2 separate regions of the Lactuca sativa genome follow, and region 1 is linked to region 2. Evidence: chromatin contacts called from public Hi-C data. All regions are on one chromosome and are shown on one strand. Each heading gives the region's core, a stretch centred on a gene start, on an enhancer-like site or on the middle of the called end of the contact. The rest is flanking DNA. Distances are from core to core; before and after follow the strand shown. Region 1 holds the start of LOC111897274 (ureidoglycolate hydrolase). Region 2 holds the start of LOC111897249 (purple acid phosphatase 2).

Region 1 (5,218 bases), core at 2,214-4,713, 410 kb before region 2:
ATATGGACCATTATGTTATTTTGCTATTAGGTAGTACCTTTTTCTGTAAATTTGTGTAGCAAAGGGACCATTGCTGTAATTTTACTATTAAACAAGGACAAATTCTATAAATTTGTGAAACATAGGGATTATTTCTGTATCTTTGTGAAACAAATGGACAATTTCTATAAATTCGCTGTTGGGAAGGGACCGTTTTTGTAACTTTGTGGAAAACAGGGACCATTTCTCTAAATTTGGTATTAGAAAGAGACCATTTTTGTAATTTAATATAGCACAAAGACCAATTATGCAATATTTCATTAAGCAGGAGCCATGTGTAAATATGCACACATAAGACCACTTGTATAATATTTCCATTAAACATAGACCATTTATGTAAATATGCTTGTGTTCCTAAATTGGCCTGTTAAATAATTATATAATGGAATTTTAAGGTTGCACTAAATAAGTTGGAATTAAAGAAAAAAAGCTGTTTTAGTTTTATACACATGGTTTTCTTCATTCCATATTTTTTGATGAGAAAGAGAAATCAGTAAAACGACATCGTTGTACTCCAAGCATATGTATCAGTTGGAGGATAAGTTGGCAAGTGTGAGTGCCAATACCTTCACCCCATTTTCTATATCTCCAGGGGACGCATACTCCTCAGGTTTATGACTATACCCTGCAATATTAATAATAAAACTTCAAATTCTAACAATAACAACAATATTCCCATATTTCCTATATTACCCTTCCTTCTTTTAAATTTTATCCACCACCACCAATTCCACAATTTTTTCAACTGGCACTGGTCCAATGCATGTCAAACACAGTGTATAAAGATATCGACAAGGGAGTGTACCTTTATAACATGGAATGAATATCATGCCCATGGGTGCTTTTCTGCAATCAAAATATATAATTGTTTTTTTTTTTCTAAAATTTGAAAATTGAAAATATAAAAGAATAAGTTAAAAAGAGATACCTGGCCATAAAGAGTGAATCATGATAAGCTCTACTAATCATCTTCTTACTACTCAAATTCAAGACTTGAGTAGCTGATTCCATTGCTTTAATCACCAACTCATTTGAAAGAGCAGGTGGATCTTGGTTCACAATTTTAAACCCTAAAAGCTCAACACCTCTCCTTTTCGATATCATCGCAGCAGATTCATGGATTTTTTCAATCACATTATTTCTTCGCTTTTCATCAATGTCTCGTGTATCTGAACACAGATTATAAATTTATTTTACCAATACTTTAAGTTTCTTATTAGTTTTTGAATAATAATAAGTGCACCTATTTCCATGTGTGCTTTGCTAGGGATGCTGTTGATTGCTCCAGGATGCAACTCCAGTATACCTTCAAAGATAATACAAAAACATCATTTTAACTTTTAAGGATAAATGATAATGAAAGTGATTTTGAAAAAAAAAAGATTACCAACAGTTCCAACAGTGTCTATGGATCCAGATTCAAGAACATGTTTTTCCACAGCTAGTGCCAGCTCAGCAGCAGCCAAACCTGCATCATTTCTTTTCCAAAATTGTGTATAAGACTCAAATATGTCATAATAATAATAAAAACAAAAGTTCTAAAGAATTGTTTATTTTATTACCTTTGAGGCATTAAAGCAGCTCCAGCATGACCTCCATTTCCTCCAAAATCAACTTTAATACTTGCAGGAGCAGCAATAGCAGTCACAATACCAATAGAAATTCCTTCATTTTCCAAAATAGGTCCTTGTTCTATATGAAGTTCTACAAAAGCTGAATATCTTTTATCATCTAAAAACACAGTGGAAAAGTCATTGTTTTCTGCATATCCAGCAGATTTTGCAGCTTCCATGAAGGAAATATTCTGATTATCTACAGTCTGCTTAAGAGCTGTAGCAAGTGAGACACTTCCAGCTAATAATCGGCTGAAAAAAAAAATCAGATAAGTATCTCACAAGAAAAATAGAGATTAATTACTGAATTATCTTTCATTCTATAATCAAACTTGCTAAAAAGTACAAACCTTCCTAAACAACTGATGCCATATCTTGTAGGCTCTTCTGAGGTAAACATGATTACTTCTAAAGACCTTTTAGGCTTAAATCCATATCTGTAAATTCCAAACATCAAGATAAAACAAGACTTTAGGTGACAAAAAAAACACAAAAAGTGCAATAAACTCAAAAGATTTAAACACCTCTTTAGTACATTAATGGCTTCAATGGCACCCAATACACCAACTACCCCATCATATTTCCCAGAATATGGAATAGCATCGATGTGAGATCCTGTTGAAACAGCAGATAGATCTGGTTCACTCCCTTCCCTGTAGTGTATAGAATCAAACAAGATCAAAAGTCAACTTTCAGAGGTTCACTTTAGTACAAAATATTTCTATGTTATAAACTAAAAGTAGTACAAGATATTGTTTAAGGCATACAAATAAACTCACCACTGACCAAATATATTGCCAACAGCATCTTCTCTCACAGAAAGACCAGCTTCTTTCATCAACTTCTTGATGAACCTAAATGGAAATTGACAAAAAAGATTCAAGAAAAAATAAACAGATTTGTGTTTCTTCAACAGACTAACCACTTTTTTGCAGTTAATATATAGATTGATCATTATAGAATATAGAAGATGTTCCTTTTCAATCAAAACTATAACTAATTTCATAAGAAGATCATGAACAATTCCATAGGGCGATTATCGTTTTTAAGGCGTAATTCTAATGATCATAATCGATTACATACCTTCTAGCCAGTACATCATTTTCGCTGTACAAGATCCTTGTTACTGAAGGGGCTGGTGAATCCGAGAAACTCGAAAGTTCATCGATCTGTTTTCAATTTTAACAATATAAGTAACTCATTTGATCATCAAAACTCGAATTTGGAGTTTACTGGGATGCGGAGTGCAGTTGATGCTTGAAAAGAACGATTATCATTCCTACTGCTACTACTACTACGAATTCAGTTCGGCATAAGTAAAATATCTATGATGAATAGAAGCAGAAAACGACTGGATTATGAAACTGAATGATACACCACCTGTTTCTGAAGATTTACAGAATCCACCGCGAAGGAAGAGACGGAGTCAATTTCATGAAGTGGATAACCGGAGAATTCCTCCATTGTTTTGATTGTTGAGTCCATTTCATCAACATTTTGAGCTTGTACGCAAGCGATGAAGGTAACGAAAAGAACATAGAGCATGAGACGGAATCTGAAAACCATCATTATCCTTGTTCGATTGGGATTGTTGGGTTTAGAATTTTGATGAGTTTAGAGTGAATAATTTAGTCACGGAGTGGAGAGATGAATCCGACTCCATTAATCAAAGGGGTTTATCGCATGTGGAGCAGATGATGACAAAGGACAAACAACTTTGCCTCTAAAAGCTGGTATTTTCTTCAATAAAATATCTCCATTTAAATTTCCTAGGTGACCATGTGAACCAAAAGAAGTTAACATTCAAAGAAAAAAAATAATTCTATTGAAACTGTGAGCCAAACGAAGTTAACATTCAAAGAAGAAAAAATAATTGTACTGAAAATTGATAGGGATGATGGGATTCTTTAATGTATTTGATATATTTGATGGAAGTGATATTTTTTTATTATTTTATTTTTATTATATTTTTTTTTTCGATCTCTTCGTTTCCCTTCGAAAAATTTACAAGAAAACATTGAGGTTTATAAAGTTTTAGGGTTTCACACCGTTCTTTCTTTTTTGGTCGATTTTACCTCGTAATTTTCATGCAACATGTAATTTTCCCTTTTTGTGTTAACTGGCATGTTATCTCAATGCCTTATAAAATGAAATAAAAAGATCCGTGATGGGAGACTTGAACTTCTTTATGATTGTGTCATTTGTTGGTGTTTCTAACTCTGTTGTTGGTAGCAATAAATGCTTGTCGGGTTTGTGGTGGTGGGCATGCCTCTAATGCAATAAATGTTTGCCGATTCTATGGTGGTGCTCATGTCTTTGATGCTAATGATGTTTGTGATGTTGGTGATGAGAGATTTATCTCGTGATCGTATTGTAGTTGGTTATAAACATGTGAAAAATGCTTTGGTGATGGTGTGAAAGACGGTGATATGACAACCGGTAAATTAACTAAGTCAATCTAGGCCACGTTATGCGTCCAACACTTTATAAGCGTTCCTTCAAAGTGGGCTCTAACTTGGTATGGGCAACGGGTTGGACCTAGACCGAATCGACCTGAAGACCAAAAACCTGAAATTCTTGAATTACCTTGATCGATGGGTTTAGGTTGTGCCACTTCCGGTTTCGGGTATGTCGGTTTTGGGTCCCAAACCAAGCTTCAGTCCTTGTACTGAATTAGAACATTTGTTGGGCTTCATATAACTTGTTGGACTATTTTATTATTTGTTGGACAACTTTTACCATACATCACATTCATGTTATAAAATGACTATTATTTTATCAAAAAAATGAGTTAACTCTTTTTTATTATTTCTTTTACTTTCAATCATAAAACAGTCGTCACTTGCTAAAAAGAGCATGACAATAAATATCATTGTACGAAAAATAATAATAATTAAAATATCATCAATACCAAAATAATAATAATCAAAATATCATTGTACAAAAATAATAATAACCATGTACCAAGCCAATTATCATTATAGCAAAACAAATAATCTATGAAAAAAAAACAATTAAAATGTAATCGGCTTCTTTCCATTCATTTACCTTCTTTTTCATCCATGGATGCTTCAATCTCTATATAAAAAAAAAGGTAAAATGGATAACATTTTATTAACACTTAGCGACAAATACAAACTTTGGAGCCATGACACACCACGACGAACTTTTTAGAACTTTAAAAATCTTTTTAAATAATTATCAAGATGGAAATTTAAAAAAAAATATCAAAATAAGTAATTTATGTATTAACTATAACGTTAAATGTAACACTGCATCAATGACATATTTACTTTTTATTCGCACGACATATAATTAAATGATATGATTATAATTAGATATCATAAATGCTTTAAAATATTCTGGATTTTATATATCAACTTTACTATAATAATAGTATTAATATAATTAAATTATTTTCAAACTATTTTAAAATCCTGTTCTAAACTGTTTTTTTGTAATGTTTCTCTTTCTTTTTTTTTTTTTGCGCTTTAATATAGTCCGCAGTTCAAAAAAAAAAAAAAAGTATTTAAAACATATTTCCTCAAATAAGAGTTTGAGTTCGG
Region 2 (5,032 bases), core at 42-2,541:
AAAAAAAAGTCATCTAAGAATTTACAAATCGCTAAAGCAAGATTGTGCTTTAGCAACTTGTACGTTCGCAGATGGCTTGTTAAAATTGTAGATGGGCTTAGTCCATCTGTGATTATGGTGACTAAAAATATAATTTGAGGGTTTTTTGGCTATTTTCCACACAATATTTAACATATTTGGTTAAATTTGTAATTTTCTCTAATATTTATTATATTTGATAGTTATATATATATATATATATATATATATATATATATATATATATAATATTATGTGGCTTTTAATTTTAAAAATTGAAAAAAAAAACATAAATTGACATGTGGATATTATTTATTTAAAAAATATCATAAAATGACAAGTATCAAAACTCATTAGAGAATGACATATGACAAAATTATGATATTTATTATAGTAGATTTGTCAAATGTATGATATAACATCTTCAAAAGTTAAAACCATGTGACAACGGTAACATAGTAATTTGACTATTATTTTTCTAGATTCCCCTCTTTAATTACTGACTTTTTTTCCTTTTCATTTACTATAACTAAGAAAGTGATGTTTACCAATGAAAGAAGCGAATAGAGATAATAGAGATAATAAGAACCATTATAAGAAAAAGAGAGTGAGACCTCAGGATGAAGAAGCATGCACTCCTGGAGAAAGGCATATGACAACGGAGATGAGCTGAGCAATTGAATCCGCTAACAAGGAGCGGAGGGAAATAGAAGACGGCGGTGTCAAAAAAAATATGTAATTTTTTTTATTAGGGTTTTATCTTTTTTTAGTCTTTTATTTTGTAGACCATCTAATATTTCATTTTTTTGATTAGGGTTTAAAAAATCAGATAGATTAGATTACTATCTCTACTAAAATATAATGTATTCTTGTTAATTGCCTCTTAGATCCAAATAAATCAGTATATCTATTTTCAACAAGTGTCTAGTTGAATTTACTATACAACTGAACAGATGGCATATTAAATTTAGTATATGATCGAATTATAAAATGAAATCCAAATCTAGGGGTGTCCATAGACACCCTTAGCAATAGCGTGGGTCAGGGCCGGTCTAGACAGTGGGCAACCGGGCGACCGCCCAGGATCCACGTCTCTAAGGGGCCCAAAATTTATGGGATATATATATATATATATATATATATATATATATATATATATATATATATATATATATATATATATATATATATATATATATATATATATATATATATATATATATATATATCCTAATTCTAATAAATAAGTAGAACTCTGCACGACCCAAAATCGAGTTTTCCCGCTCATTTATTCATCTACGTAAATGCCATTGAATCAAATTGAATCAAAGTTCAAACTGATGCAATAAATCCGAAAATTTTAGCTGTCAATTGCAATTTCGTGCGTGATTTGAGGAGATTAGATTAGTAATTTGAAAATTTCAGTTATCACCTCCTTATCTTCACGCTCTTCTGGTTTTGCGCATATTTAGCTGGGAGGAATCGAAAGGAGCGTGAATAAGATGAGTGTCCGATGGTGCCCTGTTATTGTCTCTGTTCTTGGGCTATTGGTGTTCGAATCCGCTTTGTTTGTTGATGGAGGAACAACCAGTAGTTTTGTAAGAAAATATGAGAAAACTATCGATATGCCTGTTGACAGTGATGTGTTTACTAAGTCTCCCGGTTATAATGCGCCTCAACAGGTATCGATTTCCATCTAAAATCCCCATTTTCATATCGCTTTCATTTTAGGTTAGTTTTGATAGTGTTTTGTTCAATTTAAGAACCTCATTTGCATTTCGCTCAACTTTTGAGATTAATTGTATGATTTAGGAACCTCTTTACAGCTCATCTGCATCTACTTGATTTACACTTGGTATTGTCGATGATGTTAATGAAATTGATTGTCCGTTTTCTAAATCAAGGTTCATATAACCCAAGGTGATCATGTGGGGAAGGCAATGATTGTATCTTGGGTGACAATGGAGGAACCAGGTTCAGATACAGTTGTTTATTGGAGTGAAGACAACAGTAGTCAGAACACAACTAAGGGCATTATTACCACCTACACATACTACGATTATACTTTTGGATTCATCCATCATTGCAATCTTACTGATTTGGAGGTACTAATTTTGATTTCTACTACCAAACATTCTTATAATTCGTAACATTTAAGATCTTTACACTAATTTTGATTTCTACTACCAAACATTCTTATAAATAAGTACCTTCATTGCCACGTGGCATTCTCTCAGCCTCCCCCAATCGATTTTTCCCGCTCCTATCGTCTAACTGAATTCTCAAAATCGCCCTTTGATTCAATTTTCTCAGCAACTTCAGTTCATTTCGAAATAAATGGGTGTTTGTTATTTTTCTATTCACGATTCAAGATTTCATAAGGCAAGCTGTCATATCTTATTTCCTGCATGTTTTTTAAATGGAAACTCATTAAACCTTATTCAATTATGTATATATCAATATAAATTCACATTTATTATCCATAACTATCTATTCCAAATGATTATCACTACCTTATATAACGTAATATATCTAAATTTTAAAAACAGTCTTCAATTATCTTGGTTAAATAGTCTCACCTATCTCGCTTCATACTTCACAAATCGATTCATTCACATATCCAGTGCAGTGCAGTGCAGGAGCAGAAGAAAATAAAACAGCGAACTCGACATCCATTCTTCGATTAGGTATGGTGAAATATTCTCACATCTTTTTCATGTTTCTATTGCATAACTATTCAATATTCTTCTTCTTCCTGCTATATCATGTAATTGACCTTCGTTAAAAATTATAGATAAAAAATAACGTGTAAACCGGTAAAAACTAAATCATGATGGCATAAACTGATAAACTTTATAAAGTTATTATATAAATAAGTAATCAGTCTTTATAAAAACAATTTACAGTGAAGGAATTCACATCTACTATATCAAAAACAAATATAATAAGCAGGTAAAGATATTCATGTCTGGAGTCCGCACTTGCTGTTGTTGATGGTTGAAAAACAATGGCATTTTATTATGTGTGACATTGAAAATACAAGTGTTCAAATAAAATAAGTTAAAATACAAAGTTTTGTGAAGAGGTTTTCTAAAATATTTGAGTAATGAGTGGGTGTGGGGCACTGTGTTACAGAAAGACCACCTATCTGTCATTACACTTCATTAGGGTCCATTTTATGAAAGTAGATTGCCATTTCGTGCTTTTATCCCATGATTTTTCAGATATAACTTCTAATTTTTAATTTATAAACTATAATATCTAAACTACAGATGCATTACTTTATGATATCCAATCAGGTTACACATGACTGTTCGGTACGAAATAGTAATGTACTTACATACTGAAATTCTGGTTGTACCCTTGTGCTACTTAACTTCGGTTATTCATCCTTGATTCTGTGCAATTAAACAGTAGAAACAGTCACATTATTCCCACTAAATCAAGAAAAAATAATTCTAATTATTGCAAAACTTACTCATATTTACCTGTCATTTAATTCGGATCGTTTTAAATTGGGTATCAACCCCTTATAATCCGAAAAAACATACATGCCAGTGCTACTTATTTAGGATAAATTAATTAAATTTTAAAAATTTACCAACTTCATCCCTTAAAATCAGTAACGTATTACCCTATATATTATTACATTTTTAATCCAGTTGATCTTTTATAAATTTATGTTTTCATTCTCTTTATATTTTATAGAGCTCCAATATATATTTCTTCATCCCTGCATCATATACAACAAATAACATGTTAGTTTTCTTTTTACTTAGATTAATCATTCCCTATGTACTTTATATGTAATTTGTTCATCTTCTATTTCTCAATCCAAAACAAAAATATGCTTGATATGTGTTAGTGTATGTGTGTTGTGTGTGTTTCTATTGTGTTGTGTTTCAAACTATTTTCTAGAAAAACATAAAATAGACAACAAACTTTGTATCATATGAAGAAAATAGCATTGTACTTTCAAAAAAACCGATTTCTTAACTTTTTTCCTATTAAACCATTCTAATTTGAATGACCATTCCCAAAAATAAATGGAAAAATAGTTCAAAAAAGTGTATGTATTTTCATTGTCTAACAAATAGTAACATTATAGCTTTCAAATCCCTATTGATAAGTTTTTGTTTTTCAATTTTACCGATTTTAGCTTTGTTCTTTAAATTTATAATTGGAAGGGGTAAATTGGAGCATGTGAATTTTTTTTTTTAAATGTTCATTCCATTTTTCGTTAATAACATTTACAGTCAATCAAAAGTAAGGAAAACTTAATTTATGTAATAACTAAAGGACTCGATTTAATAAGCTCTAATACTTGAACTCACTGCAGCTGAATCAAGAGGAATGTGGGCACTTTTGTCGATCTACTGGTTCATGAGGAAGAGGTGATAGTTGAGAGTATGAAGCATAATGAACACTCTGCAAAATCAAGTTAAAATTACACAAACATTTAAAGTAAAAGAATTTTACATACTCATACAATAATAATAAAAACCATAATGAAAAGTTAATATATAATGATTATAAGAACTATGAAAAAATAAAAAGTCCTTAGACTTACTGATGTGTATAATGAACCTCCAGTATGATTTGTCTTACCCGCTCCTTTATCCCTAGATCACTATTCCTGTTTATGTAAAATTATGAGTATAGATAAATGGTAACAATTGTACTTTAAAATGTTTTTTGGTTTAATATGATAGAAAGCTTCAACTTTTGGTAGAATATCATTTCTTTTTCATTAATTCACAAATAAAAATTATTTCATATATCTTGAAAAATAATTTACATTTTTTTTTGAATAAACAGTGATAATGTTACATAAAAAAACATAAATCTCTTAATTAATAAATTTAAAATTACTAAACTGTCTTTAGCTTTAATCTATGTTGCAGTGGTGGCTATGGATGAGGAGAGGATTGCAGGTTGCTGTCGTGGATTTTGGCACAAATTGTTTAACATGAGCTTTATGGTTGACCATGTGTTGATACTTGATACATGTGAA

The links. A called contact is a pair of places that touch in the nucleus more often than the background predicts.
Region 1: a Hi-C map of leaf shows a contact between it and region 2, with 3 times the contacts expected there. The contact joins the promoter of LOC111897274 here to the promoter of LOC111897249 in region 2. A contact is called at or near these places in 2 of 4 Hi-C or Micro-C datasets (both in leaf).

The regions. Positions count from the first base shown.
Region 1 is chr5:186,007,135-186,012,352 of Lsat_Salinas_v11, reverse strand. LOC111897274 (ureidoglycolate hydrolase) reads right to left here and starts at 3,463. Exons shown (of 11, transcript XM_023893236.3): 1 at 3,033-3,463; 2 at 2,736-2,821; 3 at 2,432-2,506; 4 at 2,177-2,305; 5 at 2,003-2,089; 6 at 1,602-1,904; 7 at 1,427-1,518; 8 at 1,283-1,345; 9 at 968-1,208; 10 at 845-885; 11 at 436-664. The coding sequence starts at 3,221. The coding sequence ends at 567. It overlaps LOC111897182, which reads left to right and starts at 5,188. Exons shown (of 10, transcript XM_023893135.3): 1 at 5,188-5,218.
Region 2 is chr5:185,594,022-185,599,053 of Lsat_Salinas_v11, reverse strand. It overlaps LOC111897249 (purple acid phosphatase 2), which reads left to right and starts at 1,291. Exons shown (of 4, transcript XR_006191865.1): 1 at 1,291-1,700; 2 at 1,923-2,123; 3 at 2,643-2,705; 4 at 4,905-5,032.